Regions from separate parts of the Capsicum annuum genome. Here region 2 is linked to region 1. Evidence: chromatin contacts called from public Hi-C data. All regions are on one chromosome and are shown on one strand. Each heading gives the region's core, a stretch centred on a gene start, on an enhancer-like site or on the middle of the called end of the contact. The rest is flanking DNA. Distances are from core to core; before and after follow the strand shown. Region 1 has its middle 12 kb from the start of LOC107848103. Region 2 has its middle 7.3 kb from the start of LOC124888656.

Region 1 (5,316 bases), core at 1,501-4,000:
TTTAGCCGGGTACAGGTCTGAAATCAATTTTCTCTTTTATCAGACCAGTTAGTCTATCGAAGCCTTTTCTACATTGCAGAAATTCAATTTTCTTCATATATAGTAAGTATCTTTTTAGAATGTTGGAAAATATGTTTCATGAACACATATAAAAATATACGAAAAAGTAATCAGAAAAACAAACACAAAATCAAAGGCTTGAAACATTCGCAAAACGTTTTCCTAAAAACGATATTGGCTCCCTCTCATCTGCGAGATTTCTATGGGATTTAACGCAAATAGTTTTAGTGGGTATGACAAGCCTATTGAATTCTGAACTAAGAAAATAGTGAGGAAATTCTTCTGAAAAGCAAGAAGTCAAGACTCAATCCTTTGAGGAAGAAGAAAACCTTTGGAAAAAGCTTTGAAAAAGTATGTTGTAAAAATTATGATAGAAATCTATAGAGTTGGATTTAAATAACATTGTTGGTGCCCAAAGGATGAAAGGACACAACCTTTCACTAAAAACACTTTTTCATAAAAGTCACAACTTTTTATCTAAGAGACACCTCTTCATATAAAAGATACCTCTTCACTAAAAAGGCATCTCTTTATTAAAATACTTATACTTATTAATTTAATTTAAATAAAATATCCAACATATATACACCAATTTCTTATTTTTATTTGAAAATGACATTCAAAACACATCTAAAGTATTTAAATTTCTTGAGTTTCGTATTGCAATATCTGTGAATGTTCAGGTAGGAAAAGTAAGCAATTGATAATTGAGAAAGTTTTTTGATAAATAATTGGTGATAGTTTAGTTGAGAAAATCACACTTGATAACTGATGCATGAAACTCAAAATATCGGAATAATGCAAGTGTTTTTACCCTTCGCTTTTTCTCTTTTTCAAACATTCTCAAAAAATAAAAAACTAAAAGCAATTGAAATAAGTCAATTCAAACACTCTCTCTTAGTTTGAAATATTAGTTACACGTATTGGTTTTACAAAGTATATATAACTTACTTTTCATCATTATTGGTGGAATGATGTTTGGTTAGAAACAAGTAATCCCTTATATAAATAATAGAATAAATAATCTCAAAGTTGACTAATATCTTCAATCAAATACAAGATAAAATAATCGTATATCATTTCGAAACTACTATACCTTCATACTTTACGCCAAACAAAAGCGATTAAACGTTAAAAACTGTTTAGAGTCAGTTTGTAAAGTTGGATATTTTTTGAATAGGAGTTCTAACCTTGTTCGAACAGCTATTTGTGTAGGCCCAAACTATAAGCAGTTACATGGACCCAACAAATTCAAGGCTCCATGTTGGACCAACACACTTGTAGAGAGTTATTTCCTCCAATTTGTATCCTATAATCTGTGCTATTGGTCCGTGCTAAGCTCGAGTCCATTTGTAATTTTTTTTGTTACTCTAAATTTTTGTTTGATTTGTTATATTATATTAGTTAAAGGTAGTTTAATAATTTTGAAATATTTTTAAACATTTTAACTATGGATCAATTTCAAATCTTTTTTTTTCTGTTCGTTCGTTGTAGAGAATGTCTCCTTCCTTTCTTGGGAACTCCTTAATTTTGATTTTTTACATGACATTTTTAAGATCACAAGATTAAAAGATTTTGGTTAGATTGCTTATCGATGGATTGGGCAGATAATTATGCTTATCGGTTTGGCTTGTTGGTTATTGATTTTTAAATGTACTAATCTGATAGCCAACTGATAAGATAATGGTTGATTCGATATCCTATTTTACTCTTAGCATTAATTAATTTTTCTTCAAATTAATTTCAAGACACAATGTAAATATAATTAAACAGAGGTACTATGGTAAAATAGTCATTTTATTAATGAGTGTGTCAAGTGAAAATATGACAAGTAAAAATGAACGGAGGAAGTAAATTCCGACAATTTGGAACTTAATTACAGAAAATCCTGATATTTTACACAATTAATGTAAATTTCAATTTTGAATGTGTCGATATACATAATTAGCTCCTGATATATCCAACGAAGATACATTTTTTCCTTTGTAAAGATACATAATTAACTTTTGATACATTTTTTTCGATCCTGGATCTGTTGAGATACATAATACATACAATAAAGATCCAATTTTTCCGGTGCAAAGATACATAATCAGCTTCCGATACATTTTTTTGGTTTTGGGTTTGTCGAGATACATAATTAGCTCCCGATACATCCAATGAAGGTACATAATTAGTTGAATTTTTATAATTACTTTGTAATGGTAGGGGTTTGTATAAATATAAGTTAGGGCGTATGTTTATGTTATTTTCTTAATGTTGTTTAAGTAATCTTGTTTAGATCTAGGTAGCGATAAAGAGAAATATGCATAAAACAAAATGTTTATCGAACGCTAGCTGATAGGTTTCAAATTTGCTATTCTCTACAATAAGATAAGTTATTACATTTTCAGAAATGCAAATTGGAATATCTTGGATCATTAGCACAAAACTAAACAATTGAAAAGGATGTGTTATGTGCTTTCAAAAATACAATTCTAGTTTTCGATAACACCATAAATCTTAAGTATTTTTGCTATGGGAAGTTATTTATTTCGTGAATCAAAAGTTAAAGATAATTTTGATGCAAACTGTCTTCCTTCATAAAATAAATTTCATCAAACTTAATAAAGCATGGCGAAATGATCCCTCAATACAGCTTAGCTGTATAAAGTTTGTACAAGTAGTGAAGAAGCATACACTAAAAATAAATGTTCATATTGCATTAGCCCAGTGAAATTCTCTTATGGGCTCTGATAGTCCTGAAGGCTTAGTCCTTATATAGCATGAAAAGCAAAACTTTTCATCAATTATCCCTTTTTCGAACAGTTGTTTGGTAAACGATCCTTTATTTATTTATTTATTTTGTTTAACTTATATAGACCTATCATATGAGATCATAGTCTAAAGATCTTGTTTGAACTAATTGAAAATCTTATTAGAGAACGTTAAATAATTACTTTAGATTTTATAAGTTATTCAGACGTCGTCAGACAATGATCTACTATTTTATATTCAGACGTCGTCAGACAATGATCTACTATTTTATCTATATGATTGAAAATTGTATGAGAAAACATTAGAAGCAAGTGTAATCTTATCAAGAAGGGTAAATTTTGAAGAAGTATACTTACCCAACTTTTAAAATCAGGGACAAAATCTGTATAATTATGTAAAAAGGGGATATTTTGAGTAAATCAATCCAGGAACGAAGATATAGGGCCTCTATTATGGGCTTGTGACTTGCCAAATTCCTATCTGTTGCCAATGATAGTATTACAATCCTTTAATTTAAAAAAAAATATCAAACTTTATGAGTTCGAGTTTGAGATTTCAATGCAACTTATGTTGACTAAGTTAAAAGGGCAATTCGAGCTCTAAAACTTTTGTTATGTGTAGAGTCGGGTAGAGTGTCGAATTATAAGGATCTATTTAGATTATATTACATAGTTAATTATTTATTTATTTATACATTGAACCAAAATTACTGTCTTAATACAAACCAGAACTTGTACGCTACATCTGCTGAACATGTTATTATTTTGAGTTAGTGATCAAATCACGCCTAAACTATCACTTTTCAAACCATAACTTAATTACACTCGACATTCGCCATATCATATTACCTATATTATTTTCTTATAAGATAGCTAGACGATAAATTATTTAAACTTTACTTATAGTATTGAAGGTAAAAATATAATAATAATAATAACAATAATAACAACATTTCCACTATAATTTTATATGTGGAGCGAATCAAAGATAAGATTCATTAATTTTTTGGTTTTAACTTTTTATTTCTTACAAAATTATTCCTTCTGATCTTTCACATCACATAATTTATATTTTTAGTAAAGTAAATATAAAATAGAATAAGAAGAGAAGTAGGACAAGTAAGACGAACGACAAATGCGGCGAAAAAAATAATCACATGTGAAGATGTCCGAAGAATATGACATCCCTAAAAAATTTCCATATCTCTGTTCTTTTGGCTCCATTAATTCGCTCCCACAAAAATTGCAACAAATCAAAATTCGAGTTGAAAATAAAATTATGTTTAATTATATTTTTTTAAAAAAATTATTTTAATTGATGTTTATGTTTCAATATAGTTTTAAAAATGATAAGTGAAATAGAGACAGGTTATAAGCTACATTTTAAATTTGAAATGCAGCTTCAAATTTAATTTGAGATTTTTATGATCAAATACTGAATAAAAGTTACTTTAAAAATAAATAAATAAATAATTTCTATAGTCAAACTCTAGTCAAGCGTTGTGTTTGAAAATATTTTGGATCTTACACTAATCACATGTTTTCATATATGCTCATTATTAGCATCCTAAATCACTTTATTCTCTCACCGTTAGTACAATCTTTGGACTTTGGGGGAGCACTGTGTTTGAAGATATTTTGGACCATACACTAATCACGTGTTTTCATATATTTACATTATATAATAGCCTAAATCACGTAGTTCTTAGGTAAAATTATACCATATTATTGTAAAATCCCACTAATTTTAGTGCCAATCGGAATTAAATTGATGGTTAATAGGACATCGAGGGGGCATACTAACTCAGATTGGGGTGGAGGGGTAAATTATACAAATTGAAAGAGTTGGGATAATATGAGTCAACCTAAGGACAAATTCAACAAGAACAAAAAAATATAGGGATTGACGTCAGGAGTTAGCTAATAGTGAGGGGTTCGAATCGTCGAAAAATTATACTATTTTGTACAAATTTAAAATTATTTTTCATGTACACATAACAGACGTTGAATCTTCTTTAACTAGTTCTTTTGTTCATATTTTTTTATTTTGAACCCCTTAATTAAAATGTTGGTTCCATCACTAGTTGACGCTTCGCATCCTCCATGACATTCAAGATTTCTAAAATTTTATTTCGCCAAAATGGTCAAGTAGTGAAATGGCTTCGAAAAGCACGGTTAGGAGTAAGATTCTTTGGCCCTTTTTTTTAATTCTCTACAGAGGTATCAAACCTTTTCCCAACATAGGTGACAACGAATTAGGCAACGATAGAAGAGATCAAACACGAATTATAAAATACTAGCTCGCCTACTTTTTTGATATTTTAATAGAGGGGAGTTAAAAAAGTGGACAAGATTGAAGAAACAGTGCATGTGTCGGGCCTAGTAGAACCACAAAAATGATATATGCAGTATAATTCTACAAATAAAGTCCGCTCGTATCAGCTACGTCCTCTAAGGATTTTTATCTACACCTTTTGTAAGCAACCATCAAGGTGAACTC
Region 2 (5,316 bases), core at 1,686-4,185, 140 kb after region 1:
TTACTGAAACAAGTGTTTTCTTATCATTGTATATCTGACTCTCCATTATTTCAGTGTTCTTGGAATCAGTATTGAAGTTTTTATCTTCCATTTCAGGCACATATAGTGCATACTGATTATCCGTTTCAACAACTGTTAACGCAACCGAATCATATTCACTACTCTTAATACACATTACAGAACCAGTTGCTTTATCAAACTCTATTTCACTATTGGCTTTGTCGCAAGTTGAAATACAAAGCGGAAAATTAACCAAACCAGCAAGTTGTTTCTTTAACTCAACGTAAACCCTCACTCCATTGTCGTTTCTTATTACAATTGGAGAAGAGTTTCCTTCAACCACATATTTCACTTCAATTTTTTTACGCACTTCGTTTATATCCAACTCCATGGCTATCGTAAAAATCAATTTCAAGAAAGTAATACTTTCTGAAACAATTATTGTGTCACTTTTGTATGACTTATAACTAGTTTCTGACACCCGAATTTCAGAATGTCGCAGCAATATTAGGCTATTCATGTTGCTTTTTGAATTTTTGAAGAATGTATGTAGAAGAATTTTGTTGTTTTTTGGAATTTTTTTAGAAGAAATTTTTTGAAGCAATAGAGTTTTTTTGATTTCTAGATCTTCAATCAAATATTAGACAAAATAAAATTTGACTTGTATTTTTTTTTTTTTTTGAAATTCAAATTTCAGTTACTAGCTTTATCCATAAATGAGTTAATGTTAGCTAATTATTGCCATTAATTAAGGAACGGTGATATAATTACTGATTTCAATTACCTTAAATTTAGGAATAACTGTTTCATTATACATTCCACCAATGTATAATGTTTGGCCTAATGTATGAGTATATTTATCAAAATTCGAAAGAAAGAAAATAAGAGGAAATTTTGTGTAATTACTTTCTTAAGTTAGGGGATTTATGTTGTTTACACTTAATTTAAGGATTTAAGTAGGGGCTTTGTTATGTACTAAAACTATCTGGACCACAGTATCATATGGGCCATTGAACCTTCAATAGCACATTTATAACACTGACAACCACCTTGTACAAGAATTACTTATCATATTTTTCTCTATCTTCTTTTTATGGGTTGTTGAGAAATCTACCCAATAAACTACACACAAAAGTTAGTTATTTAATACAGTATAATAGTGGTATATTTAATTTCATACGTGTGAAATTTTATATTGAGAGCTTCTAGCTAGTATATTATATTTTTATTTTGTATAGTATTGACTTTAGATGAATTTAAATGGTGAAACGTGGTTATTGAGGATTCATATAGCCAACAATCTAGTCACATGCATCAAAAGGGTGTTGTTGAACCCTTTTCTTGAAAAATTACATTGTGTGTGTAAAAAGAATTACGTAAATTTTTATGTGCAGAATTTCCTTAGTTTTTTCGTATATTTACATTTTTTATATTATATTTTAACACCCTTCATAAAATTTCCATTTCCATCTTTGCTACAACCGGTCTCTACTTGTTTGGTATTAAGACATAATAATTATCATAATTGTGTATTGAGGTATATAAACCTTTTTCAAAAAAATAAATTAAATTGGTCTCCAAAAGAATTGAAGAACCAACATTTTTCTTGAGAAGTTTCAACCTTTCAAAATATTATCCATTGCTTGATCATTACGTTTTTTTTAAATCAAAAGTTACATATTAAGCAAATGTAATCCACATTCACTATGTTATGTAAAAAGAATCCTTTAGGTATATATGAATGGACGAATCCTATGTTATATTGGCCTCAAACGTAAGAAGAAGACTTCTAGGGGTCTTTCACACACAAAAAAAAGTATTTTTTTAATCCCATTGATACTAGGTAATTCTGTCTATCAAGGTTAAACATATTGAAAGAATTGCCTAGTATTTTTTATCTTTTCTCGTAGCTCATCATATTTGTACAAATTTGGTCCGCAATTTGTTGAGGACCATTTTCCGTAGCAAATTCTTAACTGCTATTCACACTCCAAAATAGTAGCTTGTCCACTAGAAAGGAATAAACAATATCCACTTTGCTAAATATTGAGAGAGATGGTATTTCCATCATTAATTTATCATCTAGATAAAGGGTTTATCTCAATGAAGCAAATTGATGGAATATGACAGGGCTATGAGAACATGCTAACATAGAAAGTGCAATTTTTGTCAAAATCTTTTAAAAAAAGGAAAATTTGGTAATCGATAATGTGGAATTGAGATTGAAGTAATTATATCAACATGGTTTGTGATGTCAACGGTGGGACTGTTCCACCCCGAGAGGTCTCGGTGTCAAACCTTGACTATGGAGAAAATCATGTTGAGAGTGTACCTCAGAATGGGTATTGCAGTGCACTCGGATTAATGAGACCCCAATACGGATACCGGGTGGAAAATCAGAAAGAGATTGGAGTAAAATTGACCAAGTTAAGTTAGACACACGAATGAATTCATTTGTGTCTTTTTTAAAAAAAAATATTAGGTACTCAAAAATTACTATTCTGACTTAGTTGAATTCACGCGCAGTAGGTCCATGACCATATGCGCTCCCCGAGTTCCAATCAAGAAGTTCTACATTAATAGGATTGAAATTCAGATATCTGATTAAGAGTGGATTAGTATCAACATTAGTGACATCTTGTTTCAAAAAAACAAGTAAGCTATCTATTTTTTCTTTTTATAGACATTTTATACCTCGAAACTTACTGATCTAAGTAATTCGTTTATTCACCATTATGCCCTCTAGGGTGATACCCATTTCCTATCAAGAAACTCTACATTCACTTGACACTTCAGATTAAAGAACAGAGAAATTCTGATCATTCAATCACACCATTTATAGTGATACCATTGCCTTGGGTCAGGCACATGGATATAGCACATGAGTGTGGCTATACAGTTGAATGGTACATGGACTTTTATTGAAGAGATGGACTCCATTGCAAGAGGAGTTTTCTTTGGCCCATTCTTACCAAAGCTCAAGCCCAGCTTAAAAGAAGTGGCAAGGTTGAATAGTGGAATTGGACAACATCAAAAGTAACAAAAAAACTACATTTTCATTGTTAAATGTGATGTTAAGCTCCCATTTAATCATAGATTTTAAAAATTATAATTTGAGTTTGTTGAAGTTGTTATTTATGAAACTTGAAGTTGTGTTAAGACATGTATTTTACTTGAAAAAAATTTAAAGTTTTGTGATTAGAAGTGAAAGTTTTTGGGAACTTCAAAACATTTGAAATCAATTTTTCAAAATTTGATTAAATTTCAGGATCAAATAAATATTTAAAGATAAATTTTTAAAATCTAATCCAAAATCTATGGTCAAACTCTAGCTAACGGTCACATAGTATAAAACTTCAGACCTTTTCCTTTCTAAATAAGATAACACGATATCCACATAGTGATGAGGTTCCTCAAATAACGCGCGTGTATGTCAAGTTGTATAGTATATGATTTTATAAAATTATATTAACACTATTAAAATGAAAATTTGATGGTAAAAATTGTAAGGAGAGAACTGAGTATAAACTTTTGTGAATGATTAATGTGGATCATTGTATGAACACATTTTTGTCACAAGAACAGTATAAAAAAACAGTTGATATCTTAGTACTAACACTTTCCTATGTGGTTGGTATATTGTGAACCAAATATGTAGAGTAAAAAAGAATAAAATTTATTTTGAAAACATAATTATTAGATCTTCTTGTTAAGTAATGATTCAAAGACCTAATGTCTCCTCTCTTTCAAAATAAAGACAACGTTCGCATTGTGATGTGTTGAAACTTTTTTTACAACGCAAACTTTTTTTAAACGATATGTTTTGTAGTTAGCCAATTTAGTATTTATCCGAGGTCGGGGCATTTCTTTGTATAAGACTTTGAGCCATTTACATGTATTTGTTTTCTTAAAGAGAACTTTGAAGTAATAAATAAAGTTGTAGCCATGTGAATAGGAGGTCACGAATTAAAGTTGTGGAAACAATCTCTTGAAGAAATGTCGGGCAAGACTGGGTACAATAGACCATTATAGTCCAACCCTTCCTCATATTTTATGCATAACAAAAGTTTTAGTGCACCAAATTGCTTCGTTGCTTCTTGTGCCAACTTTAGATGTTCATATGATAAAATGATTGAGAAATACTACTATCTCATAGATGGTTATTAGGAAAATCATTCCAATTTGAACAAGATAATTCCTATTTGATACCATCTATTATTGTCAATATACAAATCAGTATCAAGGATGTTTGGATTGTTACAAAATGATTGTAAAAGTTAACAACTAGTACAATAAGAGCTCAAATTGTGCGTAAACAAACGTTTGAAATAGTATATGGAGATTATGAAGATTCTTTTAAGACGATGTCTTGATACATGAATGAACTGCAATATTTTAATAGGGGCTCAGTATTGAGTGAAAACAATAGTCAATTGAAATGCAGGACGAACACATCTTTAAGCATATCTTATTAGGCTTTTAAATCAAACATAAATAAATTTAAAATTACATGCCGACAATTTTAATAGACGACTATCATATCTATGAGATGAAATTATTATTTTTTTAATTGAAGCAAACAACATTTTATTTTTCTTGATAGATATTATTTACTTAGATATAAAACAACTAAATTTAATTTAGGTTTGATCCCACCAAGAACCATCTATCCGCCAAAGGGTTGAGAAACATTTGATGTGGAACCCTCACCACAAAGGTTCACTTTTAGAGCTGTTAAAATGGGTTGGCCCAACTCAACTCAATCCTAACGGGTTAGAGAATTAAATGGGCTAGGACGAACTGATCCTTTTAACTAAAGGGCCATTAAAATAGTAGCCCAACCCAGCCTTAAGCAGGTCGTAGGTTGGGACGGGATGATCCTTCAGAAAAATAAAAGCAACCCAAAACATGATAAATGAAAATATTGTAACTACTAGACTATCACCAACTTTTATGATTTCACTTTAATATGTCTTCTACTAGTTTTTAGCATGTTATAGGCATCTTACTAATACCTTTTCAGGGTTGTTAGGTTGGAAAAGAGTTATCCTAGGATAATTAATCTAGAAATTAGTTATTCCATTATGTATACGATAATTTATCTCATCACTATTGTGTAAATGGTGCGATAAATAATGTCGGTACTAACTAATACCTCACACCAATTATGGGATAAAATAGCCCTTCATTTTATCTCGGACTATTTTTTTCTTACACCTCACACCAAACGATCCCTTAGTTGTAATTAGCTGATGACATTTACCGTAATAAGCAAAGAAAGCATGATTAGCTACAAATTCCATAGAAAAATTTTAA

What was found. A called contact is a pair of places that touch in the nucleus more often than the background predicts.
Region 2: a contact with region 1 is called in a Hi-C map of leaf, with 3 times the contacts expected there. The contact joins two enhancer-like sites. A contact is called at or near these places in 4 of 5 Hi-C or Micro-C datasets (bud, leaf, pericarp and 1 more).

What each region holds. Positions count from the first base shown.
Region 1 is chr11:19,660,146-19,665,461 of UCD10Xv1.1, forward strand. No RefSeq gene overlaps it. Among protein-coding and RNA genes, the nearest start is that of LOC107848103, 12 kb to the right of the region's middle. Within about 2 kb of position 2,751, at least 3 of the 5 cell types and tissues checked have an H3K27ac peak or open chromatin away from gene starts, as enhancers often do. A contact at or near this core is called in leaf and pericarp, where this site is marked.
Region 2 is chr11:19,798,651-19,803,966 of UCD10Xv1.1, forward strand. No RefSeq gene overlaps it. Among protein-coding and RNA genes, the nearest start is that of LOC124888656, 7.3 kb to the right of the region's middle. Within about 2 kb of position 2,936, at least 3 of the 5 cell types and tissues checked have an H3K27ac peak or open chromatin away from gene starts, as enhancers often do. A contact at or near this core is called in leaf and pericarp, where this site is marked.